6 separate regions of the Mus musculus genome follow, and regions 1, 2, 4, 5 and 6 are each linked to region 3. Evidence: chromatin contacts called from public promoter capture Hi-C data. All regions are on one chromosome and are shown on one strand. Each heading gives the region's core, a stretch centred on a gene start, on an enhancer-like site or on the middle of the called end of the contact. The rest is flanking DNA. Distances are from core to core; before and after follow the strand shown.

Region 1 (3,511 bases), core at 562-3,061, 470 kb before region 3:
CATTCCACCAGTAAGCAAAGGAACCAATGTGGCTTAGAGGTACACTTAAATTAGATATGTATAAGAACACGCATGCGTCTGTACACATACAAAAAGATCTTTATGCAAAAGATATGACAATGACTTACCCATTTCATGCACCTCAGCTCCCAGAAAGAGCCAATGTTTAGAAAAGTTCTAAAGGAAAACAATTTTGTGTATATAGTAGCTCAAAGAAGTAGCTCAGAGAATTAGGTTAAAGGAAAGAGTGGCCCAATATGCAGACACATGATATGATTAACATCATAGGAGGACAGGGTTATCTCATTTATTTCTCTACTGGAAAGCTTAGAACAGACCTGGTTAAGAGGAAACTAAACCTGAGATAGGGCAAGGAGATAGATGGTGGCACCTGGAAGACAACTACCTGTAAGCTGTTGCAGAAGGTGGTCTCTTTGGGACTGGACCTTTATAGCATTCCAAAGTCAGCAAACAGCTGGTAGAGTCCCGGATTCAGCAGCCTCGGGTCTGCTGAAGTTTCTCTGTACTGGAAAACTTCCAGTTCAAGTAGGAAAATTATGATTAATATTTTTGTATTTCTGGTAAAGAGAAAAGGAGCCAGAGAGAGGACAGAATAAAAATAGATCTCAGATTCTAAATAAAAGAACCAGAAAAGTCTAAAAGATTATTCAAAAGTGAGATGAACAGTTTATGAGAAATTATAAAAAATGAATTCGCCAAATCCTGGAAAAAAAATCTACCTTTCTTAAAGAATTTTGTAGATTTTGAGGTAAATGTCAAAGCTATAAGATGTTTCTTTGAGCAATTTGAAAGTCTCTTAAGATGTCCTAAGAACAAGAGAAATGGAGCAGAAAACGATACAGTTGGGACTTGATCAGATCTATAGCTGTGCTAAATAATGGATGATTATCCACATGGAAGTTTCAGATGTACAAGGCCATACTCTTGGCCCTTGGTCTCTTCACCCTCTTCTTTAGTTATGGGGTAAACAAACCCCCCATAAAGACAGCATAGCAGTTCTTATTATAAGTCTGTCCCTGGATGAGGACTACAGGAAGGCTGGAATAATCCTATGGCAGAACGGAGTAATCTGTATCTTGAGCTATTCACAGTATTCAGATTTAGGTGGAAGGATGGCCTGACAGCCCGTGAATGTGACCGGTTGGTAGTTGCCCCAATGCTATGCATTTTCCCATTTAGGGACATTCCAAACTATAAAAGCACCATAGAATTAGTATCTAGAACGAAAGAAGGAATACTTATAATTAAAAGGAGTAACCACCAAAAGTACAGAAGTCCAAGTAAGGGGTGGAGAAAACACAGCTCTCACCTCAGGACCAAACCTCACTCGGGCCATTTACAAATGAAGTCACTGCAAACCTAGGGAGGCTGGGCATAAACCGATATAAGCAAGTGGGAAGGCAAGAAGGTGTAGTATGGACAGACGGACAAACTCCAGAGTGCACAAAATGCACTTTGCGTTTCCGCCGAGGACTTCATGCGGTTGGTGCACATCACATTCGCACTAAATACTAATGCAGACGTAAAGGGAAGCCGTCGGTCCAAGTGAAAGCTTTCACCACTTTCCGTTACAGGTCGAGGCGTTTTGTAAGCTTGGGTCGGCCCCTCATGGCGTGGTCTCTTCTGAGCTCACCCGCCGCAGCTTCGGGCTGAGACACACAGGAGGGCGGAGCGGGGTGGGGCTGAAAAGGAAAGGGACACCCAAGGCCGGGCAAGAGTAGGAGGCGGAGCTCAGACTAACCCCAAGGCCCTCCAGACGTTGCGTGGCAACGGACCACGCCTGCCAAGTGACTCAAAGGTGCGCGCTTCCGTTGTTCCCAGGAAGTTGTGGGCTCCTGGTCCTGCCCCATAACTGAGGCGGAAGCATAGCTTGTGGAGCTGGGCCGCGTTGCCGCTGTGCATCAGCCCATGGCTGCCTACTCCTACCGCCCAGGCCCGGGTGGTGGCCCCGGCCCTGCTGCTGGAGCTGCACTGCCAGACCAGAGCTTCCTGTGGAACGTCTTCCAGCGGTAAGGCCAGCGCCGCTCAGCTCCTTCGGCCCTTGGGTCGGTCCTCAGTTTTCAGGGCCTATTCTCCAGTCCTCCCTCTCCCCAGCCCTTCATCCCCCGACCTCCTTCCCAGTCCTTCCTACTCCCCTCCATCCCCGACTTTCTCTCTTCTACAATAGCACAGGGTTCAGGGTCATGTTGGCAGTGACTTTGCCCAGGGCCGAAGGGCGCGGAACAGTCGCCCTACAGGGTCAGGTGCTTGCGTTAGAAACAGGACAAATCTTGAATCAGGAAAACGGCATCAGTGAAAAGAGCTGGCTGCTATTGCATGTCTTCTGTCCCTGGCCGTCCTTCTGAATGACTGATTGTCTTTCCACTGACTCGTGCCAAAGAATGACTTATTCGTCCTAGAGAATCTTTCTTTACCTATTATGATGAACTGGTGCAGGTATAAATTAAGCAGACTTGAAGAGCTAACAGAAAGCTTGAAAGGAATAGAGAAAAGATGACTCAACCCCTCCTACTGCTTCTGGTTGTTCATTAGTCTCTGGCACACCTGGGGGCGTGTGACATTCCAGCTGAGCAAAGAGGAAGGTCTGGCCAGAGTAACATTCCAGACCTAGTGTAGATTGATGAAAATGATGTCTTGGCTATGTTTTATTTTTAATACTTCCTTTACATTTAATCACCAGCTTACCTGTTTTCTGTTTGTTTGTTTGTTTGTTTGTTTTTGTAGGGTTGATAAAGACAGGAGTGGAGTGATTTCAGACAATGAGCTTCAGCAAGCATTATCCAATGGTGAGTTGAAGCCTGATTCATTCACAGTAAGCAGTTTCCTTCCTGGAATTATTTCCAAAGAAGTCCTTAAGACTAAATTGCCATTACCGGTATAAGGTAAAGGTGTTTGCTAAGCTTCTGTGTTTGTATTTTCTTAATTATCATTGCTGCCTTACCGAGCTCCAGAACAAATGTATGTGAGCCTCTGAAATGGGAGCTATAGTGTAGACCTTGCCCAAGAGTGAAAAAGGTTAGCTCTGTGCAACAGAGGTCCCTCACTTATCTAGAAGGCCTTTGACCTGCTATCAGTCTTAGCAACTGTTCTGAAGAGGATCATCGGGGACACTGACAAATTGTCAGGTGACATTTAGAAGTAATTGCTTAGTTTTTGAAAGGCTTCAAGATGGTCCTTAGGTACTTTTGTGGAAGTATGTTTGCTATAAGAACTGCTAAAACTTGCCGGGCGGTGGTGGCGCATGTCTTTAATCCCAGCACTCAGGAGGCAGAGGCAGGCGGATTTCTGAGTTGGAGGCCAGCCTGGTCTACAAAGTGAGTTCTAGGATAGCCAGGGCTATACAGAGAAACCCTGTCTCGAAATAACAAAAAAAAAAAAACAAAAAAACAAACAAAAAAAACCCTGCTAAAACTTAAAAGAAGGGTGCACTGAGCTGGGGGTGCTGGAGAGATGGCTCAAAGGTCAAGAACACTGGCTGCTCTTCCAGAGG
Region 2 (3,380 bases), core at 453-2,952, 500 kb before region 3:
AAGTTGGCAGAGGCAGGCTGATCTCTTTGAGTTTGAAGATAGTCTAGTCTACATAGTGGAGAGCCAGGTCTATACAGAGAGTCTCTGTCTCAAATAAATAAAAATAAAATAAAAAGTACCCATATTCGATGGGTGTTCTCATACTGTAAAGTCATAAAAACATTCAGCTTGCTTATATGTACAAATACAATAAACACAAAATAGTTAACCAAGATCCATGTAAGAAATACGTAATTCAACCCAAATTTTGAAAGTTTTAGTGTTTTTAACAAACCTTGTTTAACATGTTAAGATGCACAATAATGAACAATAAATATATAACCATAATACATGGCTCAGAATGTAACGGTTTATAGGAACTATAGAATTAATACGTATGACGTATGGTAGATGCCTAATTTAGAAATATGTATGTGTATATACATATATATATATGTATGTATGCACACACACACATACACACACTAAAAGCAGGCAACTTTCAAAAACCTCCTACTATGTATAGCCATCCATCAGATATCTGATGGGGAGCCCCATCTCATACCAAAAGCCTTGAAGATAGCCAAGGCTCCCATATACAATGCTGTATTTGAATATAATCTGCTCAATACTTTATCTCTAAGTCACCGATACCTAATAAGGTATAAAGGCACTTAAGTAGTTCATCTGTTTTATTTTCCCCCTTGTTAAAAAAAAAGTCTGTACATACTCCGAACAGACACATTTTCCCCAAATATATTTTATCTGCAGTTGGTTGAACCCACCAACGCAGAACCCTTGTAGGGTAAGCTGTCATATTTATTTCCTCTGCACCAACAACATCCATTTTGGGGTTATAAAGTTCAAGGAAATAATTCAAAATATAAAGTGTTGTGCATGAATATATTCCATATTTCCTTATTTATTAATAAAAAAACAAAGAAATAAAATGGGAACGGTTCATTGTAAACTTAAACAATTCAAAATAATGGTCATAAAGATTGTGCACCAAGAGGAAAACCTTAATCTAATATTAACTGAAAATTCAGGAAACAATTACGATTATTGGTTTACTTTTTATGCTATTTAATTCCACCGAACATTTCAGCTATACTCACTAGAAAAATAGAAAAACTATCTGAAAGTGATCAAATGAGAGCGCGTTTGCAATATGGGATGCTAGCCACGATCTAAGCAGCTTTCAGGATGACAACAGGCCGGGCCTCCAGCTTCCCAGCTGCTGTAACGAAGACGAAAGCTTTGGATATAGTTTCTAGTTCAGTATCCTGGCTTTTACGTAGCCCAGTGCAGCTAGCTGCTCCTTGTCCAGCCACCAAGACATCATTCCTACCTACTCTAGAAGTCCAGGGCAGTATGTACCCCCCCCCCCCCCCATTAGTTGAGATTCAAGCGCCCAACAAAACGGGCTCTTATGGAGCTTGCGATCTCCGCCCCAGGACCCTACTTCCATCTCTCCAGATCATCCGACCCTCTCTGTTTTGGCAAACAAGAACCACCCGAGAAGCACTTTAAAGACATTGGCACCTCACTTACCCCTGGAGCAGAGCCCATCAGCGTTGCTGCCACCCTACCTCAGACGTGTTGCCACCGCCGCGTTTACAGGGCGCAGGCGCACCACCACTCACGCGAGCCAGGAGGGGCGTGTTGCGCAGGCGCAGAATCTTCCAAGCCCGACACCCGCGCGACTCGGTGCGCAAGCGCAGTCTGTCGCTGGGGCTTGCGGGAAGGCAGACATGGCCGGGGTTGGCGCAGTTTCGAGGCTTCTTCGCGGGCGGCGCTTGGCGTTAACTGGGGCGGTGAGTTAGTGCCACGAAATGGCAGGCGCTAGGAGTGCGCCACGATTCCACCCGAGTTGGCCTGAGTCTGGGAAGGTGCAGTGGGCCGAAGCCGACTGCTTTCCGGCGAAGGTCACGACCCCGAGGTCGCGGGCGTGGAGTCTGGCCTTCCCCGTCTTGGTCTAGCGAAGTTCTCCAAGGTTAAAGGGAGGGACCGGCCTGTTGCATTCTGGATGCGGACGGGTCTGCGAGTAATCCGTTGGTAGTCTGGGTGTCGACACTAAGACTTATAAGTGATGAGCTTACAGGTTTTGTGTAGTGGCCTTAGCTACTGTTTTTAAATATCAAAGAGATATTTGAAGATACCAGGTGAGACTTCTGCACCGTGTTCATCCAGTCTTGCGACTTCTTTTTGCATTTGAAGAGGTACACAGTGACTCAGGGTTGCAGGGGTCTGATGTTGGCCTCCCAGATTGTCAGATCTTGTCTCAGTGCACTCTTTGCCGGTCACCTGTTATTCGTCACACTCCTAGGGTTTTATTAACGTAAACTAAATTTGACAGGTTGGGTTCTTTAAAGTTCTGTCTCACCTACCTACTTAACAATTTAATTACAAAGTAAAGGCCCTAAGACATTGAACAGTATCGACTTGCATTGTGCATCAAATTATGGCTGCAGTTGTCTATTTTCTGAAATAGATATTAAAATGCATGTTCAATGAAATGTTCAAGGGTTAGTTGGCAGCTATTCTTGCAAGGCCAGAAGGCATTTTCAAACCTTGATAATTTCTGTGATTTGTATTTGCTGCCACAAACTCCTACTTCCACCTCTATCCCTTGGGCTCTGCAAGAAGGGTTTTAAGTCCTGATCATTGAAGCCCTTTACAGGAGATAATAAGTCAGCCACCTATAATTGTAGCAGAATTCTTTTGTAGCAGAAATAGGTGAGCCCACCCCATGCCCAGGATTCACTCCACACACTCAAGGAAAAAAAAAAAAAATAATGATAGTCTGAGCCCAGCTCTGGCTAATGCCCAAAAGGAACAGTCAAGGATAGAAGATTTTTATTAACTTGTATACACCTTAGGTTTATGCTTACCACATATGTTGGCATCCTTAAATTCCTTTCCTATTCCAGATCCAGTTTATGCTTTGACCAGTTTAGACAGAGACAGGAGACTGCAAGTCTGGCCACTTAGGCAGGTGGGAGATTTGCACAGCAAAGGTATTTTTCATTGCCTGAATTGTTTTTAAGTGCATCTTTATTGTTCCTGCCTATGGGCATCTCGTCCAGCTGTCAGAATTAGGCTTTGTTAAGAAGAGAAGTGGAGCTTTATGGAATACCATATTTAAAGTTTATTGTCACCCGGGACTGCCTTCTAGAGGAATGGTCTTTGAAAGAGAAATGGGCTTACTAGTTGTAATTCGGTTTGTCTCCTTTGTTAAGGGAAAGAGTCTAATGGCTGCTCAATCCTGCTGAAGAAACATTTACATCCTAGAATCCTTAATTTTACTTATGTCCAACAGGCCTGGTGTCTTAGTCAGGGTTTCTATTCCTGCACAAACATCATGACCAAGAAGCAAGTTGGGGAGGAAAGGGTTTATT
Region 3 (3,321 bases), core at 477-2,976:
TCACCCTAGGTCACCTCCTGGGCCTCAAGTCCCAGCCTGAGGCTACTTTTGCCCAGTTTGACAGTTACACTGGGCCTTGTCTTCTCAGGCCAATAATGTACCTACCTTACTAAGCAGTGGCTCTGGGAGTGGGGAGGGTGGGAAGAATGGACATTTCTGGAAATTTCCATCCAAGTCTGTCTTCATCAACTAGGAAGTCGCACTCTCTACACCTAAACAGGATGAAGCAGAGGACATATAGAGCAAGCCAGCCTCACCTGGTTTGCCCAAAGCTGAGCCTAGACTGTGGTAGGCAGTGGAACACAGTGAAGCCTGTCCTTGTGGGAACCTTCCTCATTTATGGCCTCAGTGATAATGATAGCTATATTTACAAACACTCCCCCAAACATAGTTGTGGATCCTAATCATTGAATCCTCTCCTGGTATCCCATTCCTTCTTTCTCAGTTGCTGGTTGTGGGTGAAACCCTGACACAAAGGAGGGATGAGGCTAGGTGAATGGCCTGGTGGGTAAGGAGTCCTCATAATTACATGAGTCCATTCTACCTGTGTCATGCCCATGGCTGTGAGATGGTCCTGTTCAAGGTAAGCCATTCTGCACTTTTTTGGGGGGGGCAGTCATGAATCCTTAATATCAACAATTCCAAAGGACTTCAGAAGTTCAAGGTCATCTTAGCTATACATGGAGTTCAAGGCCAGCCTGGAATACAGACCATGAAGAGGCGGGGGGGGGGGGCTGTGGTTCTTTGCAGAAAGTATGTGCTAAAATTAAGTCACTCTAGGAGTTGAATGTTCTAGAGCAGACTATGTGAACACATCTCTGAACAGAGACAGGCTACTAGGTAGTGGTGACTCTTGAGTGGGAGAGTTGTAGGGTATATGAACCATATCTCAAGAAGGCTGGGAAAGAAAACTACACATTCATTCTTGATCTGTGTGTTACAGAGCTCTATGGGCAAAGTGGAGAACCAAACAGAGAGGTATCCCCAGAATAAGCTGGAGCCCAAGAAAGAAGGGGGAGTGAGATTTCTCTGAAACAAGGGTGGGTGATCTCTTCTAAGGGAGAAGCTGTAGGATGAGATACTGAGAGGGTTTTCAGAGGTTGGCCAGCCAAAGAGGAGCCAGATGGACTAACCACAGCCCAGCAAGGACCCTGCCCCAACCAAAGGCAAAGGGAAGGATGCAGGGCCTGTCCACACTGATGGGCAGCGTTGGTCTTTCATCAATGAGGGAAAGGGAGGAAGGTCTGCTCCAGCGGGCCAGGACTCACTTTAGTCCTACCTGCTCTCCCTCTCTTCCAGGTACCTTCCCATGGCCTTCTACCTCCGCACCCCACTCACCCCCAGCCCCTTCACGACAAGCATGTGCCTAACTCCTCTCACAGCCAAAGGTATCAAGAAGGTTGTCTAAGACGTAGGTAACTCTCTTCCAGGGTTCTCTCTTTCAAAGGAGGATTCCTAATACCGACTCTTGAATTTGGGAATCTCAAGAAAAAGATTGGTGAGGGGTGGAGGGTGTCCCCACAAAAGAAACCGCAGAGAGCCAGAAACCTGGAGTCCACGCAGGTAAGCTCTGTCTGCCCTCAGGGATGCCCTGTGCGAGTCGTTGCTCAGAGCAGGTTCCAAACCGCCTGTCTAGTAAAGTCTTAGGGTAAAGGAGACGCTAAGGTCCACTGCGCTACGGTCCGCGGCCGCGGGGGGCGCTGCGAGAACCCCTGTTAAAGCCCCGTCGCGGGCGCGCGCGCTCAGAGGGAGGCCGGCCGCTGCCCGCGCCGGTGTCTCCGGTTGCCGGGCCAAGCCTCGCCAGACTGCCCGGCCCCGGATCCAGGCTCCACGAGTTGCTCTCAGCTCGGGATTCACGCACCCCGGGCTCGAACCTCGGACGCACACCTGAGAGCTCGGCCGGAGGGTGGGTCCAGGCCCAGCGGAGACATGGGGAAATTTCAGTCCAAGCACGGTGAGGAGCGGGCCGGGGGGCGGGAGAGAGGGGGGCGGGTGGGCGCCGCCACTCACTGTCCCTTCCGTCTTCCCTGTGTCCTCCGACCGTGCCGCAGCCGCAGCAGCCTGCAAGAGGAGAGAGAGTCCCGAAGGTGAGCCCGGGTGCGGTCAGGGAGCGAGGCGGCCCCGGGGCCGGATGCGCAGAGCTCCAAGCTTGGGGCGCGCCTTGCCTCGCGCCCTCGATTGGGACACGCCTTGGGTCTCCGGGAGCGCGTGGCCTCGGGGCTCTGGGTACCGGGTGGGCGCTGCAAGGCAGGCTGGGCAGAAGCGCACTCCACGAAGCTCACGGTCTCCTTCCTTCTCCGTGGGTGCCTTGTTTCCCGCGCGTCTGCGGGCGGGCCGCAGGGGACAGCTTCGTGGTGCCTGCGTACGGGAGCGGTCGCAGGGGAGCGGAAGAAACGGACCGGCGCGCGGGCAGCGGTGTGGAACATCGCTCACGGGACAAGCAGGTAGGTTACGGGAAGGTGGGCTGGGTCGCGCAACTAAGGGCCTTGCAGAACCTGAGTCTTGCCTCTTTACAGTCGGGAGACGCAGAAGACTCATATGGCTGGCCAGGATAGCCTAACCCTCTCCAGCATCTGGCATAGTATCCCAGAGGGGGCTGGGTGGTACTGGAACCTCCAAGCGCTAGGCTGGACTGGTGACTCCACCCCTCAGGCAGGAGGAACTGGTGAAGGGATTCTAAGGCAGAGATGGGACTCAACTAGGGGGGCCATGATCTCAGAATTCCAGGCTTGAGTTGGAGGACCTTCTCCATCTGTTGATGGATGTTATAGGGCTGATTGCTTGCACAATGAAGTTGTCCAGAGGTTAAGGCTACCCTTGCCTCCCATCTTTTGGAGAGCTTAATACAGGCCTGCAGGGAGCATCCCTGGACAAATGGGCAGTGGAAAAAACGGTGTCCCCAAACCATAAGAGCTACCCTGTGTCTGAGAGAAGATGATCCATGTGCTGTGTTTAAGAGCAGAGAACTGCCCAGGGCCAGGGCCCCAGGGATGAGATGTGATGGAGTGTGGGTGAAACACCCACATATCTGCCAGCAAGAAGAAGTAGACATTGGGCTATTGGTGTTGGGGAGAGCAGAGTTTGAAAGGACAAGAACAATACACTTGGTCACCTAGAACTGGCTCCCCACTACTGGCTCCCACTACAGATAGACTCCCTCACTGGCTGGGAGCTCTGTGAAGTCGGCAAGTGGGCTGGCATCAGTGTTCTTTCTGAAAGGACCTTCTGGTGGGTGAATAGAAACTTCTGGGTGTTCATGAATACTTGGTGTGGCCCTGACCTGAGACCTGGAGCTACGGAGGCTTAAAATAATATGTACTA
Region 4 (3,545 bases), core at 718-3,217, 440 kb before region 3:
AGGCCAGAGCCATGTTAGTGTGAAATACCTTAAGAGTTGGGGCTCCTAACATGGAGTGCTCTGCCTGCTGGGTCCTCAGGATTTAGAGGTGGTATTTCCTCTGGAAGGGTCATTTCTACAGAGACTTGAGACTGTGAGAAAAAGATGAGGAGCAACCGAAATTGGCGACCTATACCTCTGAAGGTATCAAGGACCAAGTTTCTTGCTGTGTTTGGGTAGAGCAATCCTCCACTGCCCTGCAGTCCAGGAATCAATAGTGGAAGTATCCCATTCCCATTGATTCTGAGGGGACAAAGTAAGTGTGGGGGGACTTTTATTTGTCTTAAGTGGCAGAGTGGAGGAGGGAGTGCAAGCTCTTTCTAGAAAGACCCAAAGGTCCTGAAAGGGACAGCAAAGCCCAAATTCTTAGGGTACCTATAGATGCCAGTGCCCCCCCCCCATCACCAGGTTATGCAGAGCAGAACCTCTCTCAGATACCATCACCACCTCATTATCACTGCAGTGATGGTGTTTGAGAGATACACAAGAATCACAAACTATGAAAATTAAAAACAAATTTACAATAACTTCAGTTCTAACAGACCAAGTTTTTCTAGGCATAGTTTACATTAAAAAAAAAACAGATTAAAATACAATTAATCATTTTTTTTAAAAAAACTGTGGTAGTGAGCCAGGTGGTGACGGCACACGCCTTTAATCCCAACACTCAGGAGACAGGCAGGTGGATCTCTGAGTTCTAGGAAAGCCAGAGTTACACTGAGAAACTCTATCTAGAAACAAACAAGCAAGCAAACAAACAAAACCAAAAATAAACAAAAAACATGGTAGTGTAGGTGCACGTTGTCTGATACAAAAACCCAATATAAATACATTTATCCAACCATTATTGCTGAGCCTCTGTTGTCTGCCACGCAGAGTTGTTTACAAAATAGAGAACAGAACTGCCCTTATGTTTCCAGATTCTCTGACAAAACTCGCGAACTAGTTGTTCACGTTCAGAGCTGTGCACAGAAGAGGCAAAGTACCTTTTACTTCTGAGATCCCAGGGCTGGTCCCTTGTTCCCTTGTAGGGAAGAGAATGCCTTCAGAACAAACAGCCAGTTCAAATCTAAGGAGCAGAAGCAAGCAAGGGTACTTTGGAGGAACCCTAGCCAATGGACAGTGTGATACTCGGGTGCTTCCCAAGAGCCTGAAACGTGGGCAGGGTCAAAATCAGGACTGGGTGCCTAGGTGGAAGGTGGGAGGGACTGGATGAGGGGTGGGACATGGAGAGCAGACTGCCCACACGAAGAACTTCAGAGATTCCAGGAGTCTCTGAACCTTGTGCTTGTTAGTAAGAGTCACGATGCCTAGGCCAGGCGGGACAGCCGAATAGGTATGTTTAGGGCTGAGCCTATCCACCATGTGGTGTCCTGAAAAGCTTAGACGAGAATGTCCCCTGAAAGACCCCAATGTACCTAATATTTCTCATTCTTGGTAAATTCTGTGTCAGAAAGTAGCAAACTAATACTTTATGCTTTGCAAAGTATAAACATACTGTATCTTTAATCTTTTTTATTTTCCAAACAACTCTATAGCGCAAGAAAGGAGGAACACGCTAAGTCTTGGTTACCTATTCTGATCTCATTCTCTGGCCCCAGGGGCCAAGGGGCCCCAACCCACAGCTCCGCAAAAGGAAGGACTCCCTGGATTTTCTTAGGACCAGGTGGGATTTGGTGCACAAACTGGAGGCTTGCTCTGGGATCTCCAAAGGCCCGGGTAAAAACATATTTAGGCACAAAGATCACGGGTACCCGAAGAGCAAGCGGTGACACCCTATCCAGGCACTCAGACCCGGGGACCCTAAATATTGAAAGGGCGCGTGGCAGGCAGGGACAAGGATGTGCGTGCGCCCTCTGCCGCTTTTCCCTTGCGTCTGCCGCTTCGGGCGGGGCGGCTCGCGTGCTGGGGTGGGGCTTTCCTTCTCTAGTCTGAGGCCAGGTCCCAGAGATGAGAGAGCTGACAGCTCCTGGCCTCCGCGGCTCCCTCAGCGGGCGCGCCCGATCTTCTGCGCCCCGCCTGCCCCGGGTAAGTACTCTTGGACTTCACGGGGCTCTCTGGTCTTTGCCTCTGCTGTAGCCACTCTGAGATTGTCCAGCTTGGTCTGGGGCCCCTTCTGCTACACATTTTTGCATCTGGAGGGTCCAGAATTGCTGAAAGTGATGGGCACTCCAGGGGCTTCTCTCTTGGCATCAGACCTTTGAGGGAAGCCAGTCAGGTTCTTCAGTTTTGAGGAGTCAGTTTTCTCTTGACTTGGGTATCCTGTCCCCAAACTCCTTCACTCCCGAAAATGAGCCAGGGAATACCTGTCCCGCATTGGAGAGTCCTTTTGCCTTGGACCTAATGTCTTTTAGAAGTTTTTTGCAGATGATGGCAAGGGGGCTCCTCACAGGCCGCCTTAGCTATCCCTGGGACTGGAGCACCACGGGCACAGCCAGCGAAAGTGGCGCAGTAGCAAGCCCTTTCATGGAGATCAGAGGGCAGTAACAAGGGATTCACGCTTTGGAGGGACTTCCACCATTCCGGGAATTGTCCAATTAGTGGCACCAGAAATATTTGCCTTCTCCAATTTTGAGAAGCAGAAAATTACGGTGTATGGCTTCTTTCAGAAAGAGACAGGACCCTGGTGTTGCTGAAAATCTTAGTGGTACAAACCCTGGAGTCCTCGGCCTTGTGTTGCTTCCCCAGTCCCAGTTGGAGAGCTCTCTCTATTGGGGACAACTCTCGTTCCCCTCCCGGGGCTTCTCCTGGAAGGAGGTTCAGGCTTTGCACAGTTCTAGTACAAGGGTCCCCCCACCCTCCAAAAGGTCTATTTTTTGCAGCTGTTTCTACGGTTTGGATTCATGAGATCTTTCTCACTTTGGCTACCCTTGTCCGGGGTGCGAGGTGTAACTTGGCTCCTCAGGACTGTATCCAGCTAAACTTAGAGGCTCAACTCTAGGAGAAGCTTATGTGTACACCTTGGGTGATACCCCAGAGCTTGGGGGTACTGTACAGTGTAATTTAACTTCTCCTAGCCTGATCAAGGAACTCATAGTAGGAGACACTCTAGGCCTCAGAGTCTGGTTCACTTTTGCCCATCATGGGGAGTGGCCTGCCTTGGTATGAGACCCTGACGCAGTGAGCAGTGGCTGTCTTTTTTCATGAGCAGGGGCATGGCCAAGTGCTGATTATTCCAGACTAGGATACCTACTGAGCTAATCCAGCAGCCCTGTGAGGTGTCTATTGCCAACCATCTGATGATATTGTAATAGACCATTTGACTGTGTCTGTGCAGAACTGGCAGTATTTGTGTTCAGAACTAGTATATTCTTTCTACCTTGTGTTCCCAGTAACCCAACATGGCCTCAGGGTTATCATGGATGCAAGACTGGAAAGAAGACTAGAATGTTGCTAACAAGCACACAAGGGACTGCTTTCTGTTTCTACTTTCTACTTATTTGTTATATATGACAAACAGTTGTTACTTTCACTTGAGAAATTTGGTCAGCTCATGTCTCAGTGAG
Region 5 (3,675 bases), core at 121-2,620, 380 kb after region 3:
GCACAGCCCCAGGCCGTGAGGAGCAACCTGACAGCAGCAAAGACTTCAGGAAAAGCCTCACAGGCTCCAGACACAACCAGGAAAGAGGACAAGACCTGGGGGCCAATATGAGGCCTTTACTTTACACTCTCCGTGTTCAATTCTGCTGACCATCCATTCCTACGGGTGATAACTAACCCCACTGGATGCTTTGAGCAGAAACCGGTGCTTGGGAAAGTAATAATTTCAACAGACTTTACCTTAATATTATGTCTGATAGGTTACACATTTAAAAACACCATCTCCTCCTAGAGCTGGTCCCTTACAGTTGGAAATACTACTCTGCCTGTAAACCACGGAAGTCTGAAACTGTGAACTCTGCTCATTACTCAAAGAAGGGTCCCAGAAGTGACCACAGCACCACAGACCTGGCCCCTGAGTAAAAAAAGGTCCCACGTGCCGGGTCTCACGGTGAGAACCACAAGAACAGATAGCAACTGTGCCTAGATCCAGGTCCCCGCTCACTACTAGCCAGCCGCAGCGCACAGGTTCCCTCTCACGTGGGAACTATGTTGTATAAAGTTGATACCGGGCACAGGCAGCCCAAGGGAGCATCGCTAACAACCGACACAGTGTACTAGACACAGGAAACAATCTGCAAACATGGATGTGGAAATCATCCTATTGGGTTATGCCAGGGGCCCCGCGCGTCCGGTGCTCCAGATGACAATTCAGGTTCCGACACTAGGCCACGGAGACACACAGTAGGCCTCCTAGCTGTGCGGAGACGCTGGAAAGGGGCTGCCTGATGCGAGGACACCCCCCCACCCCCGCCCACCTCCAGGCCTCCTGCTGGCGGGAACCCGGGCCAGGCCTGGGATGAGGGTGCAGGGCCCAAGGGATGGAGTGCAGGGTCCAGTACCGAAACCAAAAGGGTGTAAGTCGGCGTGCACGCAGGCGGCGGGAAGCGGGACCCTGGCGCGGGTTGGAAGAGTGCTGCAGGGGAGGGGTGCGGCTCACGGAGGACCGGGCGGCGCCCAGCCCCTCCCCACCGCATCCCGAGCGCATCCTGGATAGAGTACAGCAGCGCTGCGGAGAACCCACCTGGGCCTTCTGCAGGGCGCTCAGTCGCAGCTCGTGCACGAAGGGGTTCCGCCCCGGGGGCGCTAGGCGCCGCGCGTCGCCTGCCCCAGAGCTGGAGGAGGGGGCGGCCCGCGGCCCGCGGCCCCGCAGCCTCATGGCTGCCCGCGCCTGAGCAAGGAGTAGAGCAGATGGAGCTCAGCCGACCGAGCTCAGCTGAACCGAGCCAAGCACAGAAGAGCCGAGAGCAGCAGAGCTAGCAGAGCGCGCGGGAGAGGGCCTAGGATGCGCGGCCGCCCGGAGGCGCAGGCGCGGGAGGGGCGGCGTGACGTGGGTGGGGCCAACGGGGTGCCCCGCCCAGACCGCTCTGGGCTATGAATGCGCCTGCGCGTCTTAAGGCTCCTGGACTTAGGGGAATCCTGCGAATTTGCATGTGTAGGGAGACCTTAAATTTTGGGTCGCAGGACTGAACTGGGCAGGCCCACTTCTCAGCGCAACGCTGTCCTCACAGGCAGCTTCCTTCCCCTAACCATTGTAATCCATCAGTCGCCATCGAGGGAGAAGATAGGCTAGGAGACCCTAATTTGTATCACACCATTAACTAGGACTCTAAATAGCCTTTCTGCTAAAATGTATTCATTTGACTCACTGGATGCCTTTTGTACTTTGTATCCTGTTTTAAAATAGGATACAAAGTAGCTTTCTGATCAAAATGTATACATTTGAAAAACTAAAGAAATGCCTTTTGTAGCAACACCAGGTGCTTTTATTTGTATAGCTCATAGAACACTCAACAAGCAGGTACTGGGAGACAGAGGGTCTAGCCTCAGTCACCAGACAGGAAAAAGGAGCTAAATTCTGCCTAATTCCAGATACCCTTGGCTTCCTGTCTAACCTCCCCAAAGTCCAAACTTCCTGTGGACACCAGAGCTCTCAGAGTCTCCACCACATCCTCTCACAATAGAGTGACCAGAGCCTCTGATAACTCCTGACAGAAATGTGACCAGGCTCTGTTTTGAGGAGTTGGCTAGAAGAAAAATGCTCGCACAGATCTTGTCACTTCAAAGCTTCATCTTGTATTGGACACGTGACGTTATCTTGAGATTCCCTTGTCCCCTCTGCAAAATGAGCCATGAAGCAGCGACAGTACACATAGCCTTTCCTCTGGGCTAAGAAGGCTGTGGAGATCCTTAAGGACTATGAGCAAACTTAATGTTCTTTTTTTTTTTTTTTTTTTTTTTTCAAGACAGGGTTTCTCTGTTTAGCCCTGGCTGTCCTGGAGCTCACTTTGTAGACCAGGCTGGCCTCGAACTCAGAAATCCACCTGCCTCTGCCTCCGAGTGCTGGGATTAAAGGCGTGCGCCATCACACCCGGCCTTAATGTTCTGATATGTTGTCCTGTGACCTAGATTCCACTGATTCTAGATTTTAATTCCCATTTGTTCAAGTCTCAGACACAAGAGTGTAGCATCCAAGGATCTTCAGCTCCCTGTCAAGAAAACCCCAGGGCACAAAGGCCTATCAGGCTTACAAACAGACCTTTAGAGGAAGGAAGACAGGCGGGCCAGGTGCCACCTGAAGTCTACAAGCAAAGAAGCCTGCGGGTATCCTGGGCCAGGATTTCTGTAGCCTCAAAGCTGGGTCATAGAAAGCTGTGAACATCCTGTGTAGCGGTGTTGACCCAAGTCCACATATTTTGTGGAAAGAAAATCTTTTGCAGGTGATCATGATGACTCTAATAGATTTGTCAGGACCCATCCAGTATTAGTGATGTCTTTGTGAATGGGAGATTTGAATGAGGAGACAAGGCAGAATGGGGGGTGGGGGGATGCCATGTAAGACCAAGTTTTCCTAATTGAGGATGTTCAGCCACCTGAAGCTGGAGAGAGAGCTGGGAGGACCCTTCCTTAGAGACATCAGGGAGAGCTGCCTCTACCTTGATCTTGGTCGTTTATCTTTCTGAGGTGTGAGAGGATGCAGCTGTTTTTTCATCCAGATTGTAATCAATTGTTCAGAGCCCCAGGAGGTTCACAGTACAGTATGAGTCCCTGAATGGATTAGGGAGGAACCATGTCCCAGCCCTGCAATCTAAGCAAAATGAATAGGCCAGGCAGAGTCAGTGTCCCACTCCCAGGAGAGGACTTGTCTGCACCACCTGCCCTGTTCTACCTTTGAGGAAGCCCCATCGGAAATGTGACCTGGTGGAAACCCACAGTGTATCCTTGGGCCGATGAGGCATGTTTGGAGGAAGGAAATGATTTGTTTAGAGCAGGTTTTGGTGAGACACAGAGGCCAGAAGATAACTGTCAAAAGGAAGACATTCCTGCTCACAGATCACAGGAGTGGCAGAGTGGAAACTGCAAACCCTTTTATAGCTGTACTGGCTGGAATTATTTCTTTCCCTCTCCTTCACATTTAATGTGGTAGTCTTTCACTGCCTTTGAGAGGTGGGAGTGCAGATTGCTGGTTCAGACCTTTCTTATTTAATACTGTCCATTTTCTTATAAGCACGGCTTTGTCTGCATCCCACACATGCTGGCCTGCCGGTTTTCCACTTTCCTTCAGTTTTTAATTTACTTTCTATTGTCCCTGGTGGTCTCTTTGACCCATGTGTTG
Region 6 (3,440 bases), core at 104-2,603, 310 kb after region 3:
CACTCACTTCAGTCTTTGCAAGGATGTGTAGCTTTTTTTTAATACTTAGTAGTACAACAAAAAGCAAAGTGAATATAACCAAAATCAGCTACCATAACGAAAAGTTTAAAACAAACGGGACATTGGTTTCTCCAAGGAAAGTGCATACAAACCACCCTGCCCATGACCATGGCTTCACAGGCCTTTGAGCTGACAGAGAGTTACCAGAATGTCACCAGGGGAAGGATCAGGCCACTGCTACACTAGCAGCACTCCCAGAGCAACCCTGCCTTATGCTTCTGCAGAGCCAGGGCCATGGGGCATAAGGGAGGCAGCAGCACTCTCACCCAGTGACAGCCTGTTTCCACTGAACTCAGACAAGCACACTGATAGAAGCCTGACATGTGGGTGACTGCTCTAATGGGGTGACTTTCCTCTGCATCCCTAAACAAAAACTCCTGACAGAAGTTATTTTATGCACCACTTCTCTGTGGCCTCTTTACCCTGGTGACAAACCCAAATGCAAATTCCTCACATGTGTCAAAGATGGGCTAGAGGGTGGCAGCTGCTAGGGAGCAGGTAGGAGAGCTCCCTACGTTGCTTGAGAGACGGCAAGATGCTGAGCAAAGGACCTGGTCCCAGGCTGCCTCCCCAGCTCTCTCACAGACACAGGTACAGAGGTACCTGCCTGCCCCACCCTACTCCTCAACTGACAGCTCAGAGGCGAGGTTTAGGCACAGACAGCAAAATGGCCCCTGAGAAAACATCTTTCTTCACCGGCTGGATCAGGAAACAGGTGGCTCATAAACCAAGATTCTCTGCTTTCTCCCCACAACCTGAGTTCAGCCCCGGCTTACAGAAAAGACAAAAACACAACACAACAAATAAACAAAACGGAGAACGGAGATGGAGCTTTTTGGCATGTTGTGAAAATAACCCCAAGGGCCCATCGCCGAGGGAGGGTCTGTGATGCTCAGCCTCAGCCACAAACAGCCATGTCCCCCTAGGAAGCAACAACCTCCTATGAACCAGGTCTTGAGTCTGGGCTCTGTGGAATCCTATGCTCCGAGAACAGGCACTGAGTGCACACCCCTTAGTTCTGTATGGAAGGAGCTGCTCTCCAAAACCCTGGCTGTGGACAACTTTGAACCCCGTCGGCTATGGTTTCTGCCCCTCGCTCCGCCGGACGGCTGTCCAGAGTCAGTGGAGCAGTGAAGATGCCACTGCCCAGGATACGTAAGAAGCGATCTTGGTCCTTACCTGCCTCCAGCGTCAGACTTCAGCTTTGAGGTCCTGTAAGCCTCCAGTCGCGCTTCACAGCTCTGGCAGGTCTCAGCCTTGAGCTCTTATCGGGCCTCCGGGTCGGTCCGCCTAGCCCCGCCCGCCGTCGGGGGCGCCCACTGGCACTGGCTCCGCCTCTGTTCCGCCCAGGGTGGGCGGAGGACGGGCTGGGCAGCGCCCCTGCACCACTTGGGGACTAGGATGACTTCGGGGAGCCAGAGGCCACTGAGCCTAGGCAGGCAAGGAGTTTGGCAGGTGTCTTTGCAAGGTTATAGAGTCTCGGCCACGTGGGATCAGTGTATCTCCAGGTTGGACGCGTTGCAGACCGGAGGGACAGTTGGTTTCCAGGAGGGAGCAGTCCAAGTCTCCGTCCCTGTTCGCTCTCCTCGGCCAGCGCCTGCATGAGTCTCCCAACAACTGGTTTCAGCAAGGTTGTCAGAAACAGATCCCGGGAAGAGAGTGAAGTGGCGAGCGCATGTGGATCTGTGCGGAGCTCCCAAGGCTCACCCGGGTCTCCCCAGTTCTCCCTTCGATGTTGTATGACTCTCCGACCCTGCTCCCTTGTCCCTGAACAACCAACCTGCGAGCAAGATTTTCCAACTCCAGTTCCGCTCGGAGACAAAGCAAGTGGGACGCACCTCCCGGTGCTGTGGAGGTGGCCCACCTGCGTTCCTAGCCAGGTCACAGCAAGTCTCGTCCTTGCCCTGACCAGTTTGCTCAGGCACTCTTCCCTCCTCACTCCGTGAGCACCTTAGGCACTAAAGTTCCAATACCCCTTTGATGGGTCCTGATTCTCTGCCACCTTTCTCAGGTCCCATGGTCACAAGTGCATGTTTGTAATGTGTGCCTCTGTTCTCTTCTGAGCATACTTTTTTACTCAGATCCGGGCCATCTGATCCAAACTCGAAGGCTCCTTCCAGTCAGCCTGCTTCAGAAACCGATTTTCCTGGAGGGACCTATAAAGCCTGTGTGGCCAATATTCCTGTTTCAAGGGCTAAAGGACCAGGAACTGGAATCGTCCTGCCCAGATGGGCGTGACATTCGGCCACCCAGGGAGGTCCAGGACACCCAGATGTGAGCAGGTCCTAGGGTAAGCCCTTTTCCTCTCTGCATGCCTTCCCCATTCCCAGCACCCCCTCATGCCCTTCCTTTCCATTTCTGCTTTCCCTGAGAATAGCTGAGAGGTTTGACCAGAGTGAGGGACCCTAGAAGAAGTATCTCACCTGCAGGCTCCACTAAACCAAGTTCCTAGCAGTGTCTCCTACTAGTTGGGACCCCAAAATGGCTGGGCCCTTATCTTCCTGGTTCCTTCTCTGTGCCCACGTCCTGTGGCCTTATCGCTTCCCTTCAGCCCCCCAAAATGAGGCTGATGCCTAGCAGGAGCTGTTTTTAGAGCTGTTTTTCCAAGTGAGATTAGAATGGGGAGGGCACACTGCTACAGCTGTCAGTGGTCCGCTGGAGCTGCTGTGGAGAAACATTACAACCTTGGAGTCAGTCAACAAACATTTATTCCTGTAAAGGCTTAGAAGTCTCAGATCCCCAGGGAGGATTTGGAGAGAGCTGCTCCCACGGCAAATGGGAAGTTCTCTAGGGTCTCCCTAGGGCAGAGGTGTGCAGAGCTCCCCAGGACCATTTTATAAGACAAAAAAAAATTTTTTTTTGAGGAGAGCCAATGAAACCCAAGACCTGACTCTAAATAGCATCTGACACGAGAGGGTATGGTTTCCACATGTAGATGAGGGTAGGGGAATAATGTCCTTGGTATTCCAGCTGGTAATAGGGACTTGAGGAGATAATGGTAATCACCTCCAGTTGCTAACACACTAAAGGCTATCTCTTTGCCTCTATTCTGTCATAAAACAGTGTTATGCAAATACCTCTTACATTAAAGAGGCTGGTCTTTCCTGGACCTCACAACTGAGTTAATAGATTCTGGGATCATCGAAGACATAATCTTCCATCCTACTTTGTAACCAGCCTTTTGAAGTTTAACTTGCCTTTAAGAGAACAATGTAACAAGCAACTTTACTTGCCTCAGTTTCCCAAGTAGTGTGCCCTCTCACAACCTACACTAATACATAACTTTAATCTTAAGTTATATACTCTTCCATGGCCCTGATCCAGAGTTGTGTGTGTGTGTGTGTGTGTGTGTGTGTGTGTGTGTGTGTGTGTGTTGTGGT

Evidence for each region. Promoter capture Hi-C pulls out the DNA fragments that hold promoters and counts their contacts. Capture Hi-C pulls out chosen DNA fragments and counts their contacts.
Region 1: a promoter capture Hi-C map of pre-B cells shows a contact between it and region 3, with 2.9 times the contacts expected there. The contact joins the promoter of Pdcd6 here to the promoter of Nkd2 in region 3. A contact is called at or near these places in 7 of 39 promoter capture datasets (the 3T3-L1 cell line, cranial neural crest, embryonic stem cells and 4 more) and 1 of 115 datasets of contacts at active chromatin or transcription factors (astrocytes).
Region 2: a contact with region 3 is called in a promoter capture Hi-C map of embryonic stem cells. The contact joins the promoter of Sdha here to the promoter of Nkd2 in region 3. A contact is called at or near these places in 5 of 39 promoter capture datasets (cranial neural crest, embryonic stem cells, hippocampal neurons and 2 more).
Region 4: a contact with region 3 is called in a promoter capture Hi-C map of stem cell-derived epiblast-like cells, with 7 times the contacts expected there. The contact joins the promoter of Ahrr here to the promoter of Nkd2 in region 3. A contact is called at or near these places in 21 of 39 promoter capture datasets (the 3T3-L1 cell line, 3T3-L1-derived adipocytes, the C10 cell line and 11 more), 30 of 484 Hi-C or Micro-C datasets (the Ba/F3 cell line, CD8 T cells, the G1E-ER4 cell line and 19 more) and 1 of 9 other capture datasets (embryonic stem cells).
Region 5: a contact with region 3 is called in a promoter capture Hi-C map of liver, with 3 times the contacts expected there. The contact joins the promoter of Lpcat1 here to the promoter of Nkd2 in region 3. A contact is called at or near these places in 6 of 39 promoter capture datasets (embryonic stem cells, hippocampal neurons, liver and 2 more) and 1 of 9 other capture datasets (adipose tissue).
Region 6: a contact with region 3 is called in a promoter capture Hi-C map of pancreatic islet, with 3 times the contacts expected there. The contact joins the promoter of Slc6a3 here to the promoter of Nkd2 in region 3. A contact is called at or near these places in 12 of 39 promoter capture datasets (the 3T3-L1 cell line, the C10 cell line, the HPC-7 cell line and 7 more), 2 of 484 Hi-C or Micro-C datasets (cerebellum and embryonic stem cells) and 2 of 9 other capture datasets (liver and pancreatic islet).

The regions. Positions count from the first base shown.
Region 1 is chr13:74,315,626-74,319,136 of GRCm38.p6, reverse strand. Pdcd6 (programmed cell death 6) reads left to right here and starts at 1,811. Exons shown (of 6, transcript NM_011051.3): 1 at 1,811-2,030; 2 at 2,746-2,807. The coding sequence starts at 1,930.
Region 2 is chr13:74,348,562-74,351,941 of GRCm38.p6, reverse strand. It overlaps Sdha (succinate dehydrogenase complex, subunit A, flavoprotein (Fp)), which reads left to right and starts at 1,702. Exons shown (of 15, transcript NM_023281.1): 1 at 1,702-1,796. The coding sequence starts at 1,734. Ccdc127 (coiled-coil domain containing 127) reads right to left here and starts at 1,625. Exons shown (of 3, transcript NM_001168659.1): 1 at 1,534-1,625.
Region 3 is chr13:73,846,036-73,849,356 of GRCm38.p6, reverse strand. Nkd2 (naked cuticle 2) reads left to right here and starts at 1,726. Exons shown (of 10, transcript NM_028186.5): 1 at 1,726-1,954; 2 at 2,052-2,087; 3 at 2,341-2,444. The coding sequence starts at 1,930. Gm30303 (a long non-coding RNA gene) reads right to left here and starts at 1,749. Exons shown (of 3, transcript XR_382654.4): 1 at 1,549-1,749; 2 at 106-212.
Region 4 is chr13:74,290,753-74,294,297 of GRCm38.p6, reverse strand. It overlaps Ahrr (aryl-hydrocarbon receptor repressor), which reads left to right and starts at 1,967. Exons shown (of 11, transcript NM_009644.3): 1 at 1,967-2,067.
Region 5 is chr13:73,464,926-73,468,600 of GRCm38.p6, reverse strand. Lpcat1 (lysophosphatidylcholine acyltransferase 1) reads right to left here and starts at 1,370. Exons shown (of 14, transcript NM_145376.6): 1 at 1,084-1,370. The coding sequence starts at 1,218.
Region 6 is chr13:73,534,660-73,538,099 of GRCm38.p6, reverse strand. Slc6a3 (solute carrier family 6 (neurotransmitter transporter, dopamine), member 3) reads right to left here and starts at 1,353. Exons shown (of 15, transcript NM_010020.3): 1 at 1,240-1,353.